Linked DNA regions of Macaca mulatta: region 1 is linked to region 2. The links are chromatin contacts, called in public Hi-C maps. All regions are on one chromosome and are shown on one strand. Each heading gives the region's core, a stretch centred on a gene start, on an enhancer-like site or on the middle of the called end of the contact. The rest is flanking DNA. Distances are from core to core; before and after follow the strand shown.

Region 1 (3,450 bases), core at 162-2,661, 62 kb after region 2:
AAAATTTCACAAACTCACAGTTGCAGAATGGCTACAGATCACATAGGAAATGAACCACATACTTCTGTATCTGTAGTCCTCTATGTTGTGAAAAGATTGACTTTTTTTCAAAACAGGTCAAGGAATTTGGTTATGTCAATCACAAAGTTGCCTCTTTTTTTCCTTCTGACATGGTAAAAGAAATAAAACAATCCCATAGGATGTGTTTGGTTGGCCATAGTATATTGATTTATCTTAACCGTCTTAAAACGCATGTCAAGGACACCACTGAGCCTTCTGAGTTCCATTAGAAAAATTGGGTAGTCTGGAAGTGTTCTAAATTGGACCGTTTGGGGTTTCTGTTAGAGCAACTTTCCCATTTACATCTTGGAACAGAGCCTTTTGAATATAGCCCTTCGGGATTGGTGGGGAGAAGGGATCGCGATGGAAAAAGTCATCATCCAAAGAATGAAGAGGGAGGATCCAACATTTAGGATATTTTATTGACGTGCTAGGCGCGTTTACTTTATCTTCGTATTAACCCCATTTTCTTCATTAACCAATTGATGCTGTGAAAAGCTATGTAACTTGACCAAGGTCAAACAACAAGTAACAAACAGCAGTACCCAGAACTGTGTTTTGTTTTGTTTTGTTTTTTTTTTTTTTTTTCTGCTGGACTCGGTCTTTTCCACTCAAAACCAACAAAAAACCAAAACTTGTTTTTTTCCACATCAAAGGCAAACAACCCAAACCCCAACCCCAAGAGCCCCACCCTTTCAAAAGGGCTTCTCCGGATCACTAAGTCCTAGAGGTCTTTGGCTAGGCCTGGGTCCGATCTAGATAGGAAGGTGATTCTAGTGTTCCACAAATCCTTGCCAAATTCCATCCCGGCCAAAGCAGGGGCCCAGGAGCCTCTGGTCGCACCCGAGGCAGGTCGTTAAATACTCAGGGCACGTGCTGCGGATGGAAGTGCCGACCCACTGCTCAGGTACGCGCACACCTGTCGCCGCTGGGTGCGCGCCGCGGGGAACTGGGTACGTGCTCCGCGCGCGCGCGCGCCCGACAAAGTTCCCCGTACGTGCGCCGTACGTGGGCGCGGTGCCCTAGTGCTCAGCGTTTCAGCGAGTGAGTGGGCTCCATGCCGAGTTGAAGTCTGGGAGGGGTACTTTTCCAGGCCATCGCGGCTCCCCCTGGCGGCGGACGTGCCGCGCTGGAGGGGCGCAGTCAGGCGTTCTCCGCGGGCAGCCGGCGGCGGGGCCTTGCCTTTTAGCGCGGGGTCCTCGGCGGCCTGGGTGGCTACTGCCCCTGCTGCTGTCGTAGGCGAGGACGGCTGTTAGTGCTGCTGCTGTTGGTTCGTCGCGGCGGCGAAGGAGGAGGAGGAAGAGGGCGAGGCGACAGGGGAAGAAGGAGGCAGGCGCGGCGGCAGCGGCGGCGCCCCGGGCCGGCGGAGGCGAGGGGGGGGAAGATGGCGGACGTGCTTAGCGTCTTGCGACAGTACAACATCCAGAAGAAGGAGATTGTGGTGAAGGGAGACGAAGTGATCTTCGGGGAGTTCTCCTGGCCCAAGAATGTGAAGACCAACTATGTAGTTTGGGGGTAAGTCCGGCATGGCTGTGCCAGGGGTGGCAGGGCAGAGTTGGGCGCCCCCAGGCGACCTCTTTCTTAACCCCTCCCCCCCGTTTCCCCTGGGGATGGGATAAAACGGGTGTTCGGGGAGAAGAAAGTTTCTCTCTAGAGCAGAAGTTGCACTTTTAGGGTAAGGAAAGAAGGGGCGGAGCTCTAGAGCAGTTCATCCCTTTAAATTTTTGAGAAGCCCAAAGGAAAGGTACCGTGGGAGTTTTTGACTTTTACAGTTAATTTTTACCAATAGGTATCGTGTACCAGCGAAGTGTGGGGCTGGTGCACAAGGATACCTGAACATAGGTGCACAAAGGAGCACACCGTCTGGTGCCATGGTCGTCTCTTTTTGTTCTTTATTTTTTCTCTCTTCCAGGCTGCTCCTCTGGTCCTTGCAACTCCTAGTTTATTTCATCTCCTTTCGTTGTTGGGGAGGGGGTTATTCCTGTAGAAGAGAGAAGGGAATCAACTCTGAAGTTAGGACCGGAAAGAAATTTGGTGAATTGGGAAAAGTCGCTAAAGTTTGTGTTAAAGAGGTCTTCAGGAGTTGGTGAAATGAGTGAGCTTTTCAGATCTAAGAAATAGATGGTGCGTGTGATTTTCGAAAGTGTATTTTAAAGGGAAATGTTTTGGAATGTTGGTCCATGTGAAGTTTTATCAGTTTAAGTCATTCAGGAAAACTTATAGAGACGGGTCTAACAGTCATTAGGGGCCTTTTTAATGATGTCACTGTCATTGGTGCGTCGCTTGTAGAATTAGAACCTTGAGCTAGAACTTCCCTACTCATTTTGTTTCTTTGAATGGAAGCTTTGTGAAGAGTCGATGAAAAACTAGGGAAATTTAGTTTGTTGGTTGGCATTTATTTATTTATTTAGTTTTGAGAGGGAGACTTGCTCCGTCGCCCAGGCTGGAGTGCAGTGGTGTGATCTTGGCTCACTGCAACCTCAGCCTCCTGGCTTCAGGTGATTCTCTTACCTCAGCCTCCTGAGTAGCTGAGATTACAGGCCCCCGCCACCATGCCCTGCTAATTTTTGTATTTTAGTGGAGATGTGGTTTCACCATGTTGGTCAGGCGGGTCTCGAACTCCTGACCTTAAATGATCTGCCCGCCTCTGCTTCCCAAAGTGCTGGGATTACAGGCGTGAGCCACCGCGCCCTGCCTGTTGGTTGGTTTAAAAATTTTTTTGTCTTATGGTTTAATTAGCTTTATAAAATGTTGATCAAATGACATTCTGAGTTTCTGGTGTTTTACCCTTTCAAATGATTTGCATAGATAGAATTACATTTGGTTGGATTTTTAATGAATTTTTTTTTCTTTAAACAATGGCTTAAGGAGAACCTAGGGTGTGAAGTGGTTCAATCTGAGGATTAAAAAAATTCCTAAGACTCTGATTTCTACCTCAAAGGAGGTTAATTTAGTCTGAATAGAGGAGATTAAACAGATAAGTTGATGTGAAATGATTTCTATAATAGTTTGTGAAGACAGCAGTCATTTCTAGTTGGAGTTATTTAGGGAAAGTTCCATAGAATTGTCTTTGGCAAGTTCACATCCAACAAAGTTTTCTTGAATGATTGAATGAACAAACAGATAAGCTTTAAAGAATAGATAGAAATTTTCTGGGTGAAATGATGGGTTAAGTCTTCCAAGATGAGTGAACTGTATGCTTAAAGGCATAAAGAACTGGAAAGTAAATGTGTTGACAGCAATTCAGTGAAGCCAGTGTAAAAGGATTGCTTAGTACAGTAGATTTTAAACTTTTTCAACAGTGAATCACACCAAGAAATTATTTTGATTTTCTATATGTGCACATACACACGTAAATATATACAGATGTAAAACACAAAACAATGCTTA
Region 2 (3,156 bases), core at 168-2,667:
TTGGGAGGCCGAGTCGGGTGGATCACGAGGTCAGGAGCTCGAGACCAGCGTGGCCAGCATGGTGAAACCCTGTCTCTACTAAAAATAGAAAAAAATTACTCGGCCTGGTGGCGCGTGCCTGTAATCCCAGCTACTCGGGAGGCTGAGGTAGAAAAATCGCTTGACCCGGAGAGACGGAGTTTGCAGTGAGCCAAGATCGCGCCACTGCACTCCAGCCTGGGCGACAGAGCGAGACTCTGTCTCAAAAGAAAAGAAAAGAAAAGAAAATTTCCCAATCCTTACCACTGTGCCTGAGATACAGATGAACAACATATGCTTGATAAATGACATTCCAAATATTAAGCTATGTACAATAGGCAGTATCTCCATCAACGTTTGTTATCCCGCGTGAAAGTTTTAACATCGTAGAATCAATAATACTTGGGAAATGTAACAGATAAAAACGTACTGTCCAAAGAAGAGACTAAAGATAAACAGGGAAGGATAAAAAGTCAAATGTGCTGATTATTTAGGACGGAAGGCACTAAACACAGCCAGAGAGAAACTGTGAGGAAAGCATGTGGCCTCTAGTCTAGAACACTAGCTCAAGAAAACTCACTTCACCGGAAGACAGAAATGAGCAGAGAGCGGAACCAGTGAAGTGGCCTTTCAGGCCCACGCAGTCGGCATGTGTGGACGTCCCGAAGAGCTATTCACACATTCAGGGCGTTCTGCTTTGAGTAACCAGAATCTCGAGTTCCTGGGCGGCTTAGGCCGCAGACACCTCACCCTTGAGAAGGCACACCCTAGGGTGGCTCCTGCAGGACTAATGGCCTGAGCAATGCACTTGACCACACCAGCCCGGGATAAGGTGCGCGCCGCAGAGAAGGGGCAGTGGAAAGGACAGTATGTGCTTTAAGAGCTTGGGGAGCGAGGGTCCTCAAGTCAATTACAGGATTTGGGTGCCAGGTCCTGAGGATATAGCAGGCACAAGACAGACACGATCCTTGCCCTCGTGGTGTGGCTCTTCAAATTACTGTGGAAACGCGACTGTCTCGAGAGCAGAAAACCTACATTTCCCCCACCCGGACTCCAGGTTCCTGAAGTCACCTCTCCAGATGCGGGGCGGCGGTGGCCGCAGGGAACCACTCCATGCCCAGCTTGGGCCTCCTCCCGTGACCCCAGGCCCAGGACGGTCCCCTAGGTTCTCACCGAATCCTTTAATGAGCTCGGTGAAGACCCCGGGGTCGCTTTCCATGAGGCACCACTCCCCGGCATTGCCCGTCATGGCCCCGGCCACACACCGCCCCGATCCACCTCTCGCTCTCGGCCGCCCCCCGCACCAGCTGCCGCCAGCCACAGATCTCAGCAAACCCGCCGCCGAGCTCGTCCACCACACGTCACCCCGCCTACTTCCCGACAGCCTCCGGGCGCCGTCACCTGCAGCGCGACGGAGCGCGCGAGGACGCTCTAGCCACCCTAGAGACATCGAAACTCTTCCCAGGCCGTGCAGCACCGGTAGCGGATTCGGAAGGGCTGGGGCCCGAGAAGAAAGGGCGGAGATTCAGAGCGCCGAAGGAGGTAACATCCGGGATCCTCGCCCCAATGGGGCGGAGGCGGGGCAAAAGAAGAGGGGCGGGACTCGTTCCCGGGAACCGAACCTGGAATTCCCCGGCGGCAGTGGGGCTGTTGCTGTCGCTGTCGCTGCCTATCGGTCTGCCGTCTCTTGTCGTTTCCCAGCGCTGCGCAGGACTTCTCCTGGCGGCGCTGCGGGTCCAGGTGGGGGTCGGCTGCCAGGCACAGGTGAGGACATTGCGGGAAGCCGACTGGGAGCCTTTTGTGCTGTGTGAGCGGCCCCAGGGACGCGCAAAGTCTGACCAGTCCTCCATGTCTCTCACCCTCATCCCAGGGGCTGAGGCTGGGCAAACGCCGCGAAACTATCGCTCTTCGCCGCCTCGCTTCCGCGCCTGCCCACCCTGGGAAACGGAACCAGCATCGCGGTAGGGACATCCTCGCTAGGCCTGCCCGGACCATTCCTGAGGGTGGGCCTTTTCCGAAGCCGGGACCGCTCCTGCTTGTCGGCATCGCTCCCCGCAGGCCGACGTCGAGAGGGCCTGCTTTACTCCTCCTCTTTCTCCTCCTCCCGCGGCTTCTGCGCGGAGAGGCGTCGCCCGGGATCTGGGTTTTGGAAGAAGGATCTTTGTGGGAAGACAAGGCGAATTTATCATAGAGGGAATAACGAGGGAGAGGAGAAAGGTCTGTCCTACAGTCCATGGGGCTGCTAGACTGGTGGAAGGGGATGCGATGCGTCAAGGGAAAATTAGGTTGAAAACAAATGTCGTGTATTAATCTAAAAACATTTGGAATGGTTCTAAAACTGGATGATGAGTTAAAACCCAATATTTACTAAATTGCCCTCATTCAACAGGCTCTCCCAGAATACTGTAGTGTTAAGATTGAAGTTTTTAAGAGTGTATTTGTTAAAGGCTTTAAGTTGCATATTCCTTAAAAGCTGCATATTCCAAGAAAGACCCTTGGCTTCCAAGGAAAAAACAAAAAAGTTTTAGTGGATAAAACTCTGACTCCTTCCTTCTCAAATAGGTGACCTGTGCCATGGAGTTAGGGAGCCTTGTGCTACGGATTATGTGAAGCCTCGAAATAAACATGGTAAATTTTATGAGGGAAGCAACAGAGCAGCTTTTGTATTAAAAGAAGCCTGAGTACTTTATGGGGTAGAAGCCAAAATTTGTATGAAGTGTTGGTTTAAAAAAATTTTTTTTGTAACTTTCTTGAAGTTTATCTCCGAAAACTCTGCCCTCAACTTGGAGAGTGGGGGGATTCTGTTCAGTGTATTTCCTTGAGATACTTAATTGGAAAGGTTTAAGAGGCACAAGAGTCCAGAATGATTGGCATCAGAGCCCGAAGTAGTCTGTGGTATTTTTTTAAATCTGTAATATTGCTATGAACTTGAAACTGTTTTCTGTGCAGAATGCATCAAAACTAAAATTTATTTGATACCCAACTTAATTAACATGGTACCTATTGTAGACCAAACTGAAAATTTAGCCTTTGGCACAATCTAGAAGTAAGCAGAGGAGGGGGTTAAAATGTCTTTCATTATGTTAATATTTGATCCTGAGAGTTTCCATAAAAAGCCAGATTTCTGGATCTTTGAGA

What was found. Hi-C and Micro-C count contacts between places; a contact is called where the count stands out from the background.
Region 1: a contact with region 2 is called in a Hi-C map of CD4 T cells, with 3 times the contacts expected there. The contact joins the promoter of CDC73 here to the promoter of RO60 in region 2. A contact is called at or near these places in 3 of 14 Hi-C or Micro-C datasets (CD4 T cells, blood and cortical neurons).

What each region holds. Positions count from the first base shown.
Region 1 is chr1:50,656,297-50,659,746 of T2T-MMU8v2.0, forward strand. It overlaps CDC73 (cell division cycle 73), which reads left to right and starts at 1,412. Exons shown (of 17, transcript NM_001260567.1): 1 at 1,412-1,575. The coding sequence starts at 1,445.
Region 2 is chr1:50,594,557-50,597,712 of T2T-MMU8v2.0, forward strand. RO60 (Ro60, Y RNA binding protein) reads left to right here and starts at 1,418. Exons shown (of 9, transcript XM_015121172.3): 1 at 1,418-1,560. It overlaps UCHL5 (ubiquitin C-terminal hydrolase L5), which reads right to left and starts at 2,090. Exons shown (of 13, transcript XR_013417205.1): 1 at 1,297-2,090.